Regions from separate parts of the Mus musculus genome. Here regions 2, 3 and 4 are each linked to region 1. Evidence: chromatin contacts called from public Hi-C and HiChIP or PLAC-seq data. All regions are on one chromosome and are shown on one strand. Each heading gives the region's core, a stretch centred on a gene start, on an enhancer-like site or on the middle of the called end of the contact. The rest is flanking DNA. Distances are from core to core; before and after follow the strand shown.

Region 1 (3,522 bases), core at 407-2,906:
TGTAGGATATCCAATACTGTCTTGACATCCTCATTTTAATTCCTTGGGCTCCAGACATGCATGTGGCACAAATACATACATGCAAGCAAAACACACATTTTTTTAAAAAACTCTTTTTTTTAGATTTTATTTATTATTTATTTTATATGTAAGTACATTGTCGCTGTCTTCAGACACACCAGGGGAGGGAGTCAGATGTCATTAAGGATGGTTGCAAGCCACCATGTGGTTGCTGGGATTTGAACTCAGAACCTTCGGAAGAGCAGTAAGTGCTCTTAACCGCTGAGCCATCTCTCCAGCCCCCCAAAACACAGATTTAATAAATAGAAATAAAAAAACATTTTTAAAAATGAGCACCTGTTGTTCTTTCAGAGTTCAATTCCCAGCACCCACATGGTGGACCACAACCATCTGTAACTCCAGTTCCTGGAGATCTAACTCCCTCTTGTTGCTTCTCAGGGCATACACATAATGCACAAATATTCATGCAGGCAAATGTGTTTGTTTGTTTGTTTGTTTATAAAGACAGGGTTTCTCTGTATAGCCCTGGCTGTCCTGGAACTCACTTTGTAGACCATGCTGGCCTCGAACTCAGAAATCTGCCTGCCTCTGCCTCCCAAGTAAATGTGTATATTTAAAAGGAAATAAATATAAAAATTAAAAAAAAAAAAGGTTTTTGCCCATAGGTGATGGCACACACCTTTAATTCAAGAGACTGAATTTGAGGCCAGCCTGGTCTACAGAGTGAGTTCCAGGATAGCCAGGACTGCACAAAGAAACCCTGACTGGAAAAATGTAAAAACAAACAAAATGAAACAAAAAAAAACCAGGGTCTCACTGTGTAACCTAAGTAGACATTGAGTCTGTCATCCTCCAATATCAGTCTCCCAAGTGCCAGAATTACTCAAGCCTTTCATATCACAAGGCTGAAAGAACTTCTCTTGTGAAAAGGTAACTACTAATTGCAGCAGTCTGCTCCATACAAGTGGTTAGTGCAAGTGCTTGGGTTTCAGACCATCCAAGTTTAGAAGTTCAGGGGGCAGAACTGATTGGTAAAGTTTTGTTTTGTTTTGTTGTTGTTGTTTTATCAAAGTTGATTCTGGCTAGACCTTAAAGGGGATAAACTTTGTGGGAAGGGACGGCAGGGAAGGGGGTTGAATTCCCAAGAGGAGAGACTGACATAAACGAAGGGAAGATGCTTAGGAAGCGGGTAACCTTGATGACAACCAGTTTCTTTAGTCTTCTCACTAACACCCAATTCTTACAGTGCTCTCTGGGAGAGTTGCTTTCTTTGGATCTCCCTCTCACAGTTACCTTCTCGCTCGTCTAAAAGCACACTGGGGAGATCGCATTGGTTTGTGTGCAGACTTTTGTATGCTGAGTGCGGGGAGTGGAGCGGGAATACAGGACGCAGTTAAGCACGGTGTTGAGTGCAGAAGGACGTTTGTGCAAGTTTTTACATCTGCCGTGCTGTGGAAAGACCTGGGTCTGCATTACATCAAACGCGTGTGTTCCCAGCGTCTGTGTAAAGAAAGATTAGTCGCCGCAGGCTTCGCCGCTTGAGGTTCAGAGACACAACGCTGAGCTGGGAGCCCTCGAGCTCCCGGGCGAGCCACAGCGCGGCAGGCGGGGCTGCTCGGCGGAAGCCGAACTCTAGAGGCGGCGGAAGTGCCAGTCCGCACGGCCAAGATGGCGGCGCCCAGGCGGGTTTGGTTGGAGTAGGTTGCTGTTTGCAGAGACCCCGATCAAGTTACTCAGGTGGAGAACCCAGAAGCAAGGTGTCTGGTTACTTTATCATACCTGCTTGGGAGTCTTTGCACAGAAGTAGCTTGTGTTACCTAAACCTCGGGTACAGCTCTTCATTTCGAGCCTCACGAGCTGTCTCTTGGTTGCAGACGCGGGCGATCCAGGATGCTTAACTAGAGCCTGAGGTGCAATCTCTGGATTGGTCGTGTCGCCGATAGGCTGCGATGTAAGAGGCTATTCCAAAACCCAGTAAATCCATTGTTAGTTTTCCTTCGCTTTAGAGGTTATCTGTCGGAATTATCCTTATTATAATTCAAGGCGTAACTTTTAGCACTAATTGATTTTAGACAAATCCCCCCCCTGGAGTTTGTGGGGGAGTACATTTGCTTCTTTATGTAGCATGGGACTTGCTGTTTTCATTCACTGAAGTTTATTTATATAACAGATACTGTGGAAGGCACGCTGCATGCAGTAATAACTTGCTGTTGTTTTGAAAGGTTTCCTGTATCCCAGGTTGAATTGAAACGCCTTATCTTCCTGCCTCCACTTCCCAAATGCTGGGATTAGTCTGTCTCAGCCTTGTGCATTTTACAGGCTTGAAACTTAATTTGGAATAGCTTAAATAATTTGCCTAATTTTACACTAGTAAGTAGTGGAGCTAGTATTTTATTTCTGACTTAGGTTTCTAATGTTGCTGTTAAACAACCCGTCACAGCCCCGTGTTTGTGTGTGTATTTACTGGGCAGTGAAACTACTGGGGTTCGGGAATCGTCTCACAAACACCAATCTCAGACAGGGATAGTTTAGTGAGCATATATTCCATGACTTGACCAAATTCCATGGTCCAGATTTGGGAACTGGACCATACCCCTTGAATTAAGATCCTACAGGATTTTTAGGCCCCAAATCCACAAACATCTGTGCCAAGTTATTCAGGATTTAGGGATGGAGGATTTCCTTGGGAACATGTCTTTGTTGTACACCACTCACTGTGTTCCTATTGGTTGGGGTATTCAACTGTGGCAGGGGACTTGCCTTATCTAATATTCAGGTCTTAACTTGTCTACTGGGATGGGACTTGTCTAACATTCATGTGTCTTAACTTGCCAATTAGGAGGTCAATTACGCAAGTACATGTCTCTTTGTGCCAAGTAAACTTGACTTGACCACTACTCAAGATGGAAGTATTATTCCAAATAGTTTCTTATACTGGTACAAGTGTCTCTTTTTTTTTTTTTAAAGATTTATTTATTTATTTATTTATTATATGTAAGTACACTGTAGCTGTCTTCAGACACTCCAGAAGAGGGCGTCAGATCTCGTTACGGATGGTTGTGAGCCACCATGTGGTTGCTGGGATTTGAACTTCGGACCTTCGGAAGAGCAGTCGGGTGCTCTTACCCACTGAGCCATCTCACCAGCCCACAAGTGTCTCTTTTATGTTGGGGATCATCCCCAAGGCAACTTACACCATAAAAGCTCATACAAAGGTGTAGAAAGTGCTGTTGGGTGGTTGGTTTGGGTCCAAGCGAGGAGTTCTTCTGACTTCTGTCTTGATTGGTTTCAAAGGGCACAGAACATAACAGAATATATCATCAATCTTGACATTAGAAAGTTTCTGGCAACAGCAGAAACATATGAGAAGGTTTCCTTATAATGCCAAGCTATCCAGGTAACAGTTACCTGGGCCTTAATATTTTACCTAGGTCCCAACAGAAACCAAGGTCTTATGCATGCTAGGCAAGCACTCTGCCACTGATCTACACTTGACTACTC
Region 2 (3,522 bases), core at 433-2,932, 89 kb after region 1:
TATAGACATGCACCTCCGGCTTTTATGTGGGTGCTAGGGACCTGGACTCCTGTTTTTATGCCAGCACGGCAGGAGCTTTACTGACTGCAATATCATAAAGACTGGAGACTGGAGATGACTCAAAAGTTAAGAGTTCTGGCTGCTCTTTCAGAGAATTGAGGTTTAGCTTCCAGCATCTACATGGTAGCCATGTGTTGAGTCTAATTTTAGGAAATCCACTGCAGTCCAAGTGTTGCAAGCAAAATACCCATACATACTTTTTAAAAGTAAACTGGATTATGCTGTAACAGTGTTTCATTAAATCATAAACATGAGGTCCTGGAGTTCTAAACTTAAGGAACCTGAAATCTGGTCATTAAAACAATAGGTAGCACATGCTTGCAATTCTATCCAAAAAGTCTTCTGATATTTTAACCTGCTGTTTTAGAATGACTTTAGCTGAAAAACAAAATGATGAATTGTAGTCTACTTTTTAATTTCCATTCTACAAGGAATGTCTACTAAATTATGATGACCCTTTCATCAGCACAGAAGATTCAAATCTGTAAACTAAAATTTCAGCCGGGCAGTGGTGGCTGCCAGCACTTGGGAGGCAGAGGCAGGTGGATTTCTGAGTTTAAGGCCAGCCTAGTCTACAAAGTGAGTTCCAGGACAGCCAGGGCTATACAGAGAAACCCTGTCTCGAAAAACCAAAAGCCACCCAACCAAACAAACAAAAAACCCTAAAATGTCTATATCTACTATTTAGCAAAAATACAGCATCTTTGCTCCTACTCTAATAGGATGACGGTAAACCCAGTGCAGTACATTTATGATGGGTAGTTTCTGTTGTTTTGGTAATTCTGGAGAAGTAGCCATCCTATTAGTTTCCCACAGAGGCTATCCCTAAGACCCACACTCTTACTTCATCTTGATAAAGACACTGTTGAAGATGACTTGCTCTGTTTTTGAAGACCAAGTCTTCCTACAGAGCCCAGGTAGAACTCAATCTGTCACTGCTCCCGAGTGCTGACTTACACCTGGGACACAGTCCCTTTAACTGCCACTTACTTTTCCATTTAATGAGGAATGAAAAGAAAACACCTGCATGTTATGAAATACTATGAGAGTGAATAGTGCCTGTTATACATAAATTTGCATTCCAACACCTAGATCATCATCTAGAACGAAGTTGTAATTTTCTCTTAAACCTGAAGTTTTAGGCATTTCTAATTTTAAATCCTTAAGGAATATGATTTTCAAGTCAGTGTAAAATAATTCAAAACAGTCCACAATGTTCAGTTTTTGCTAAATGAGCTAAAACTACATCAATTTTTTATGCAGACAATATTAGAACCAGTAATGTATATTGTTCCATTGATTCTTGTTACAAGAAATAGCACAAAAATGCACATAGTACTCTGTATCTATTGTGTTAGGAAAATGGCCTCAATCCACTTTTCCCAAACAGTGTTTGAATACTGTGGACTCCTCAACAGAAATGTGAGGTGGTTTAGAGTAAAAGGTTGCACTATCAGGGTCCCATGTGAGCCAGAGTGGCTAGGGCTGGTTTTGCCGACAGGTGTGGGTTTCTAATGTGCAACAGAGCCAAACTCTGGATTCCCTGGGGAGGTGGGCACGGACCAGAGCAAAAACTACCTAGAGTCACACTAGTGAAGCCACTGGCTTCTTGTCCTTCCACTTCCTTTTTCTCTGCCTAAGTGTGAGCCCAGCAACTGTTGCATAAGACACTGCTTTATGGGGAGGGACAAAAGACAAGGGTTAAAATGGAAGAAAAACAGAAAAAACTTAAATGCCAATTTAAAAGAGAGCTTTTTGCTAAACCTAAATGTGAAAAGGGTATTGGTTGATTTTCTTCCAACAATTTCCAAAAGAAGATACAAAGCTGCACCACACACCCACCAGCCCCCATGAGCCTGACTCAGGCCTCCAAAGGAAAATAGCCAATTAATGCAACCAGTGACCCTATGGGGAATTAGAATGCTGTACCTAAAGCCAGTGAAATGTTCAGTGGGTAAGGGAACTTGCTGCCAAGCTTAATGACTACATAGTGGGAGCAGAGACCCAACTTCTGACAGTTGTGCTGGCCTCCAACATGTGTGCTGTGACTTATGCCTGCCCACAAAAAAATTAATGAAAACACTTTTTAAAAAACAAATTTCCGGCTGAAGGTGTCCACCTGATGACCAAACACTCGGTGGAGTCCAAAGACTTCTGTTTAGTTCTGAGCACCTAAGTACAGGGAACTGTTTGTATTCCTACTACCCATGGGTAAATACTTAAAATCTGAGAATTTCAGGGAGACTCAAAGAGTTCCAATAATCATCCCAAGATTTTTTTTTTTTGGCCTCTGGAGAGTAGATCATATTTGTAGTATTTTACAATAAAATCTATAAGTCAGATATTCCTATGTTTTTGGTCTAAGCACATATATCAAATATTGTGCAATACCTACTCTCCCACAATACAGATTCTATTAAAGTATAAGGGAAGACAGGCAAGAGAAACAATACAGAATTATCTTATTCATCTTTAAGCTAGAGACTGCTCACCTGTTCCTTCAAAACCTTTATTCCCTTGTCCTGTGACTCTCAACACAGGACAAATGAAGTCTTTCATTGTCAGAGTGAAACAGTAAGGGGAGTGAGGAAAAACAGGTCAGAATTGATGTTCTGATTTTTCCTCCAGGAAGGACGAAGTAAAGGAATGAGCTAAATTTCATGATTTGTTCGGGGACTGAGGCAGTAGTGAAGGGGTAGCTCTGTTGCTACCTGTGAAAGGTGCAAGCCTCTATTTTCTTATCTGAGGAATACAGGAGTCCAGGTGATCTCTAAGATCCTTAGCATTATGGGATTTTTATATGAACTGGGTGTTTGACAGGAGGGCTCTGTATTTCTTATTCTAGATACTAACAGCCACATGAGAGGTATCTAAGAAGCCATGGTTTCTGAACTTTGGTGTTTTGTTTACTTTTTATCCTGAAGGTTGCAAGGATCAGAGAAACTGAAGAGTAAATGCAAGCTTATGTCAGTGCAAAGGCCTGGTCCACATCTCAACTCTGAGTCCACCTAGTAACGGCTACCCACAAACCACCAAAGGAAAAGGAGGATTGGGTTGTCAGTCAGGTGCTATACATGCTGGCATCCTGCTGGTATGTAAGCCACACACAACACCAGGCAAGTGATTATATAAATATGCAGCAAAGAAAGCAAAAGATAAAGGCTAGAGGAAAGATGTTTCTTATTCAATAAAACAGACTACAGCCTGACTCTTGATCGAGGTAACAGCTTAATGGGCAGCAGCAGTTAAATAACAAATCAGAGGGTATGTGGATGTTACAAACAGCCTGGGGCCAGTTTCCTTCCAAACACTCAGAAAAGAGATGGGATGAAACGTAAGATAGAAGTGGTTGGTTCAGACATGGGTAGCCTTGACATACTGAGTACTATGAATATTCTAGAGGCAAGAGAGCAAAGAAACTTCAAGATTTCAGACAGCATCTCTAAGAGGCAAAAACACCTA
Region 3 (3,522 bases), core at 429-2,928, 71 kb after region 1:
AGGGCCAGTTAGTAACCACTGCAGGCTTCTGGTTCAGCGCACTGTTGCAACTACATAGCTGCTGCAGCATGAAGGTGGTACCCTCAGTCTGCAAGCACAAACAGTGACGTTTTACTCGAATGGAGTTCTTCCTCTCAGTGTTGAGACAGCCTTTGTGATGCTGTTATTCTCCCTAGCTGGCAGTGAAATTTAAGTCACAAAAGATGGTTGTTTTCTAGTAGCTATAAAGAAAGAATAGCAGTAGACCTTGGTGTAGTGGTATCTGTCTAGAACCCCAGCTACTTAGAAAGCTGAGCCAGGAGGAAGCTGAGTTTCAAGGCCAGTGTAGGCAATTTAATAAGATCTTGTCTCAAAATGAAAAAAGTCATGCTGAGGAGGTAGCTCAAAAGGCGCTTGCCACCAAGCCTTGACAACCTGAGTTTGATCCTCAGAATCCACATGGTAGAGAGAATCAAATCTCAAAAGATGTCTTCTGCATCCCACATATACTGCATATATGTGCTGTAAATATATAAACGCAAAATAAATAAAATAAAAATAAAATTTAAAAAGTTCTCATATACATACTTGTAAGAGGGTTGGTTCTTCCTCTAATACTTAACCCAAGCAACATCATCATCATCATCATCATCATCATCATCATCATCATCAACAACAACAACAAAAGAGCACACAAAAAAGAAACCTCCAGAAACCCTAAACCTCAAACCAGGAATAACCTCCAGAATACAAAACGTACACAGCCACAAAAAGGAAGAAAAGAAGGCATGTATGCATGCATGCATGTATAGTATATTGCCCACTGATGGTTGATGGGAAATAGCATGTGAGTTTGTTCTTATGCTTACAAAAGGAAAGAAAGAAAGAAAGAAAGAAAGAAAGAAAGAAAGAAAGAAAGAAAGAAAGAAAGAAAGAAAGAAAGAAAGAAAATATATAGAGAAACAGGGTCTGATATATTTTAGACTGGCTTTGAACTCGATATTTGATCAAGGATAACCTCCAACTTCTAATTCTATTGCTTCAACTACCCCAGACAAATTCTAGGATTAGAGGGGTGCCTTCATGTCTGGGATGGAACCCAGGGCTTTGTGCATTGCTAGCAAAGCATCCTACCAACAGAGTGACACCCCATCCCTTTAGTATGTATATGAAACATTTAAATGATGCCCACTAAGGGAAGGGAGCAAGGCATCGAGTAGAAGGATATGGAAGCTGAACTTCCCCTTAATATACCTTGTGTGACATTATGAAATACATCTTCATTCCCTTTCCTGGCATACAACTCCTAAAATCCATGGAGTCTTCAAAGTGATAGTGTCTTTTAGTATGCTAATGAGTTGACTGGTGGCTGCAAGCCCATAGGTAGCTTCAGGACAGGGGCTGGTCCCTGGAAAGACCAAGGCAGTATTAGAGAGCTGAGACTCAGATCTTCAAGGAGAAAGAGGCTGAAGGTTAAGCAGATTACCAATGGCTAATTGATTTGCTCAATCTTTCCTTTGTAATGAAGCCTCAAAAACAAAAAACAAAAACAACCAACCACCACCACCACCACCAAAAGCCTTCATAGGATAGGATATGGAAATCTGAGCCCCTGAACCAGAGGAAGTTCCTAGAGGGTGGCCTGTCCAGAGGGGTAGGGTTTTCTCGAAAATGTCCCACCCTATGAGTCATTTCAGTTGTATCCTTTGTAATAGCTATAAAAATAAACTTGAAAATCTAACCAGGGGTGATGGTACATACCTGTAATCCCAGCATTGAGGAAGTAGAGACACAAGAATCTCAAATTCAAAGTCAACTACAACTTCACAGAATTCCAGGCCAGACTAAGCTATGTAAGACCTTGACTCAAACAAAAACACAAACAAACCTAAGTATGCCTGAGTCCTGTGCAACACTGTAGCAAATTAACTGAATTCAAAGGCGCTTCAGGCCCATAGCTCAGAAGCACAGAAAAAAAAGACCCTGGATATTCATGGGAGGACTGAGCCCTCAATTTGTGCTTAGTATTGGCTCAGTGGTTGAATTGAATTATGAGACACTTAGTTGGGGTATGGTATAGAATCAGTTGCTAGTTTGCCAGTGGGAGAAATTATCATACTAGGGATCATGGAAACTTGTGTTAATTGTTGTTAAACTTGTAAGAAACTGAATTTGGGGACTGGAGAAATGGCCCAGTGGTTAAGAGAACTGGTTACTCTTGCAGAGGATCCAGGTTCGGTTACCAGTACCCACACAGTGGGTCACACCCATCTATAACTATAGTTCCAAGGGATCTGATGGACCAGGTGCACAGATATGTATAGAAACAAACTGTAATTAGTAACTTAAAAAAAAAAAGGATTTGAGTGTGATATGATGCAGACCTGTAATCCCAGAGTATGTACATGTATCACATGCGTGCACTAACCCTCAGAGGCCAGAAGAAGGTACTGGATCCTAGACCTGGAGTTACTTGTGGTTGAGAGCCACTATGTGGATACTGGGAATCAAACACAGGTCCTCTAGAACAATAGCAGGTGCTCTTAAGTGCTGAGTCAGCTCTCCTTTCTTCTTACAATTTTTTATTTAAAAAGGGTAATATTCCCATCAATAGGCAAGTGAGTTTTCAACAATGGGTGTTGAAGCCAGGAAGTGGTGGTACATGCCTTTAATCCCAGCACTTGGGAGGCAGAGGCAGGTGGATTTCTGAGTTCAAGGCACGCCTGGTCTACAGAGTGAGTTCCAGGACAGCCAAGACTACACAGAGAAACCCTGTCTCAAAAAAAAAAGACATCAGCTGGTGTGGTGGCGTATGTCTTTAATCTCAGCATCTGGGATAAAGAGGTGGGCAGATTTCTGTGAGTTCTATGCCAGCTTGGTATACATAATGAGTTTCAGGACAGTTAGGACTACAAAGAGAAACCCTGCCTGGAAGGAAGGAAGGAAGGAAGGAAGGAAAGAAGGAGGGAGGGAGGGAGGGGAGGGGAGGGGAGGGGAGGGGGAAAAGAGTCAGGCATACAAAGATTATACATACATGATTTCATGCATATGAACTATTTAGAAAGCAGATGAGTAGCTGCCTGAGAAGTTGTGGGTTTCTTATAATTACCTTTTACTGGACAGATCTGTGAATTCTACATAATAAAAGCTGTTTGCAGAGTAAACTTTTCATGAGTAAACAGTATTTTATAAGCTTTATTTCAATAACATTGTTACAAAAAGTAAAGATGAAGCTAGGCCTACATTATGGTGCCTGCCTAGAACAGATGACGGCCCTGGGTTCAATTCTTAGTGTCATATAAAGCAGCTGTGGTGGGAATGCCTGTGATCCTAGTACTCGGGAAGTAGAAAGAGGGAGTGCTCAAGTTTAAGGTCATTCTTTCATTCTTAGCTACTTAGCAAGCTTGAGGCCAGCCTGGGAGACACTGTCTCCAAAAAGAAAAATGAATGAGTACTAAAGGTATTTCCTCCCCGCTCAGATCTTGCTATGTTAATCTAAGTAGCTTCAAACACCCAGGCTCAAGCCATTATCTTATCTCAGCT
Region 4 (3,522 bases), core at 410-2,909, 70 kb before region 1:
TTATTTAGTCTTACCAGACTTCTATTGGCTTTAGTCTTTTTTTTTTTTTCTAAATAAACCTCAACTTTATTCAGCTGACATGTTCTGAAAACAAGGGGTGTAAATAAATTGCCAATCAAAGCTATTTAAATTCAACAAGGCAAGCTGGCTTTTGAGAAAAAGCTTGAAATGAAACCTGTAAAACCTACTATTTACTTGGTCCTTGGATTTAGCATTCCTTCAAGTGGCCATACATGGAGAATACATCTATTTTCTTAGTCTTAGATTCCTTCTGGCACCCTACTAGCTTCAAACCCTGTCACTTAGACGACTGTACCAAGGTGCACACACCATCTGCTAGCTGCAGCTTCTGACAAGCTCTGATAGGGACGCAGGCCTCCTCCCCTAGAGGGTATCCCACTCAGGCTAGGGGCCCTTCCCTGCTGGAGCCTGTAAGGACAGTTTGCCCAATCAGGTCAGAGTCTTCTCACAAGGCACTGAATGGAAATTTGAGGGAGGGCAGCCTGGGCAACCAACTCAATGCCCCTTGAGTCCAGATCCTCTGCGTCCATTCCCTGCCCCCAGGCAGTAGTGCTGACCTCACCACAAATTCATTCCAAAGGGAGACCTGGCTGTGAAGGTGGAACATCAAGTTCACTAAAGCCAAGGATTGCTACAAAGGTGGAAACCCATTATGTACTACAAAACACTGCTCCAACAGCCAATGAAGGGCAGGGGCTAGGGCCTTTGCTGCCCACATTTTGAGTTCAAATGGCTCAATTACAGCTTGTACATCTTCCAAAGCATGCTGTCTGGTGGGATCTTCAGGTGCCAGGGGGCATAGGAGTCAGGTCTGTGCAGTACAAACTCTATGGCCAGCCAAGAGCCCATGCCTATCTGCCTCCCCAAAGTGAGATCAAGGTGTGGAGATGCTGCAGGTCTCCTGTCTTCGGAGAATACTTGGCTTCTCGAAACTTCCTGGTCCCAAGCGACTAGGAAACCACCTTCCACCTAGGACTTCTTTAATACCTGAACCTTTTGTTTAAGCTTGGATTCTGTGCCCCACTTTAGGCACTAAATGTAAGTAAATATACAGGGCTTTTTCTATGCCCACCCTGTTCTGAAATAATAACATGGAGATCTGGTATTTTTATAAATGAGCATCTTGCACTATATCGGGCAGGGTTCTTATCTATTCTAACTCTAATCTAACCTAATTAGTCCTCTGTGACTCCTTCTGGCAAACTCTCTGGTCTCTACAGGACCCTTTCACAGGAATTGGAAGTCCCATCATATTCTTTCCTGCACAGGAATTTGCTGAACAGCTATTAACCAATCAGAAGTGATGGAAAACAACTTTTACACAACATTGAGAAAGAAGATACATGACAATGCCAGTGTCCAGATGCAACAAGGTCTCGGGACGCAGTAATCAGCATCTGAATACACAGTGCACAAAACCATCTCCCAGGAGAGATCCACCTGCCTCTGTCTCCCAAATGCTGGTGTACACTATCACTACCCAGCTTATAAAACATATTTTTTTTTTATTTTTAAGGGCTAAGGGGCTAAAGAGACAATTCAAAAGTTATTTGTGCTGACTGCCCTCTCCAAGACTCAAGTTCAGTTCACAGCATCAATGTTGGACAACTCACACTGTCTTTAATCCCAGTCCAACAGGAATCAGACACTTCTGGCCTCAGAGAACATCCATACTCATGTGCACATACCAACTCCACACAGTCACTACATGTAGTGGTACATGCCTTTAATCCCAGAATTTGAAAAGTAGCAGTGGGTAGATTCCTGAGTCCAAGGCCAACCTGGTCTACATAGTGAGTTTCAGGACAGCCAGAGAGCCAGAGAGAGAGAGAGAGAGAGAGAGAGAGAGAGAGAGAGAGAGAGAGAGGGAGGGAGGGAGGGAGGGAGGGAGGGAGGGAGGGAGGGAGGGAGAGAGAGAGAGAGAGAGAGAGAGAGAGAGAGAGAGAGAGAGAGAGAGAGAGAGAGAGAGAGAGAGAGAGAGAGAGACCCTGCCTTAAAAAATAAAATAAGGGGCTGGAGAGATGGCTCAGTGGTTAAGAGCACTGACTGCTCTTCCTAAGGTCCTGAGTTCAATTCCCAGCAACCACATGGTGGCTCACAACCACCATCTGTGATGAGATCTGACACCCTCTTCTGGAGTGTCTGAAGACAGCAACAGTGTACTTACATATAATAAATCTTTAAATAAAATAAAATAAAATAAAATAAAATAAAATAAAATAAAATAAAAACACAGTTTTCCCTTAGGGCATGAACGCCAAACCTGTTCAGGCTGAATCAGCCCATCTAGTCTTCATACCACATGGAAATGCACTTTGCTAGAACTATTTAAATTTGATTGTTACTAGGGGCAGAGGAATTTATACTATTGTTCAGATATTGCACTATGTGTAGCCCAGGGAAGATGGGGGTTCCAGTGGTTTCTAAGGTTGCTAGGTGGATTATTGGCTGAGAAACATGTATGCATATTAAGGTCAGGGAACCAGCCTGTCAAGTGCATTACTACAAAATGGGGAGTTATATATAGCCAAAACCAGATAGGGTACCAGACTACACTATCTCCTATGCTTACCTGATCCATAAGGACCTGAATTCTGACTCTCAGCACTGATATGAAAGTCAGACATGTTCCCATGAACCCAGTGCAAAACATACCAGGGGCTGGCTAACCAGCTAGTCTAGCAAGCTCTAGGCACAGTGAGAGAGCTGCTCTCAAAAATTAAGATGGAGGGCCAGGCACGGAAATGCACAACTTTGGTCCCAACACTTAGTGGGTGGGGTTGAAAAGACAGGTGAATCTCTGAGAGTATAAGGCCAACCTAGCCTATATAGTGAGTTCCAGTCCAGCTGGGGCTACTTCAGATCTAGTCTGAAAGAAAAAAAAAGGAAAGAAAATGACACCCAATATTAACCTCTATCCTCTGTAGGTATGCATATCTCCATTTCCTCAACCTCTCACCTCCAACACACGCACATCGTACTTGATCATCTAACTACAGCTTTATCTTTCTAACTTGTTGAAGTTTTACTAAGTTTGTGATGGTTTTGACCAAAAGAATACAATAGAAATTGCTAAGCAGGGTGGCAAAACCTGTGATACTTAAAAGGCTGATGCAGACAGATTGAAAGGTGGAGCTACATAATAAAAACTGTAAGGGCCTGTGAATCGCTAAAGAATGACACCCCAGACTCTAATAGTATGTAAATGCAGTGTTTTATTCTGCAAAAGTCCATCATGCTGGGGGTATCCCATTACCAGTATAGAGAGACAATCGAGTGTGCTCGCAGGCCGGTTTTAAAGCACATTAGAGCATTCTGGGGTAGGTGACCCTTATCTTACTCCATCTCTAGGGACCTTCCATTACTGAGCGAAGGGGCTGGAAACTCTTGTTGAGGAAGTAGCTGAGGAAATCTGGAAACTGCTGCTGACTCATTGTTCTTGTCTCAAGCCAGGTGGCAGGGGCAGCTTCTAAGGCCCGGAATTGCCTGGAATTGCCCAGT

What was found. Hi-C and Micro-C count contacts between places; a contact is called where the count stands out from the background. HiChIP or PLAC-seq counts read pairs in DNA pulled down with a chosen protein or histone mark.
Region 2: a contact with region 1 is called in an H3K4me3 HiChIP or PLAC-seq map of the 230-238 cell line, with 33 read pairs. The contact joins the enhancer-like site here to the promoter of Rpap1 in region 1. A contact is called at or near these places in 4 of 39 promoter capture datasets (3T3-L1-derived adipocytes, the C10 cell line, hippocampal neurons and 1 more), 3 of 15 datasets of contacts at CTCF or cohesin (CD8 T cells, large pre-B cells and pro-B cells), 11 of 484 Hi-C or Micro-C datasets (B cells, the HPC-7 cell line, Th1 cells and 3 more), 11 of 115 datasets of contacts at active chromatin or transcription factors (the 230-238 cell line, the HPC-7 cell line, the SCID.adh cell line and 4 more) and 4 of 9 other capture datasets (adipose tissue, embryonic stem cells, liver and 1 more).
Region 3: a Hi-C map of Sertoli cells shows a contact between it and region 1, with 2.9 times the contacts expected there. The contact joins the enhancer-like site here to the promoter of Rpap1 in region 1. A contact is called at or near these places in 1 of 39 promoter capture datasets (hippocampal neurons), 6 of 484 Hi-C or Micro-C datasets (B cells, Sertoli cells, Th1 cells and 2 more), 5 of 115 datasets of contacts at active chromatin or transcription factors (the 230-238 cell line and embryonic stem cells) and 4 of 9 other capture datasets (adipose tissue, embryonic stem cells, liver and 1 more).
Region 4: a contact with region 1 is called in an H3K27ac HiChIP or PLAC-seq map of embryonic stem cells, with 19 read pairs. The contact joins the enhancer-like site here to the promoter of Rpap1 in region 1. A contact is called at or near these places in 16 of 39 promoter capture datasets (the 3T3-L1 cell line, 3T3-L1-derived adipocytes, the C10 cell line and 12 more), 1 of 15 datasets of contacts at CTCF or cohesin (large pre-B cells), 21 of 484 Hi-C or Micro-C datasets (CD8 T cells, the G1E-ER4 cell line, cerebellar granule neurons and 10 more), 19 of 115 datasets of contacts at active chromatin or transcription factors (SST interneurons, bone marrow-derived macrophages, embryonic stem cells and 8 more) and 4 of 9 other capture datasets (adipose tissue, embryonic stem cells, liver and 1 more).

Annotation. Positions count from the first base shown.
Region 1 is chr2:119,785,671-119,789,192 of GRCm38.p6, reverse strand. It overlaps Rpap1 (RNA polymerase II associated protein 1), which reads left to right and starts at 1,656. Exons shown (of 25, transcript NM_001163701.1): 1 at 1,656-1,778.
Region 2 is chr2:119,696,796-119,700,317 of GRCm38.p6, reverse strand. All of the region lies in intron 2 of Rtf1 (RTF1, Paf1/RNA polymerase II complex component), which reads right to left. Among named protein-coding and RNA genes, the nearest start is that of Rtf1, 23 kb to the right of the region's middle. Within about 2 kb of position 1,682, at least 35 of the 459 cell types and tissues checked have an H3K27ac peak or open chromatin away from gene starts, as enhancers often do. A contact at or near this core is called in the 230-238 cell line, 3T3-L1-derived adipocytes, B cells and 4 more, where this site is marked.
Region 3 is chr2:119,715,122-119,718,643 of GRCm38.p6, reverse strand. All of the region lies in intron 6 of Rtf1 (RTF1, Paf1/RNA polymerase II complex component), which reads right to left. Among named protein-coding and RNA genes, the nearest start is that of Gm25857, 24 kb to the left of the region's middle. Within about 2 kb of position 1,678, at least 5 of the 459 cell types and tissues checked have an H3K27ac peak or open chromatin away from gene starts, as enhancers often do. A contact at or near this core is called in Sertoli cells, where this site is marked.
Region 4 is chr2:119,855,453-119,858,974 of GRCm38.p6, reverse strand. No RefSeq gene overlaps it. Among named protein-coding and RNA genes, the nearest start is that of Mga, 40 kb to the left of the region's middle. Within about 2 kb of position 1,659, at least 6 of the 459 cell types and tissues checked have an H3K27ac peak or open chromatin away from gene starts, as enhancers often do. A contact at or near this core is called in embryonic stem cells, where this site is marked.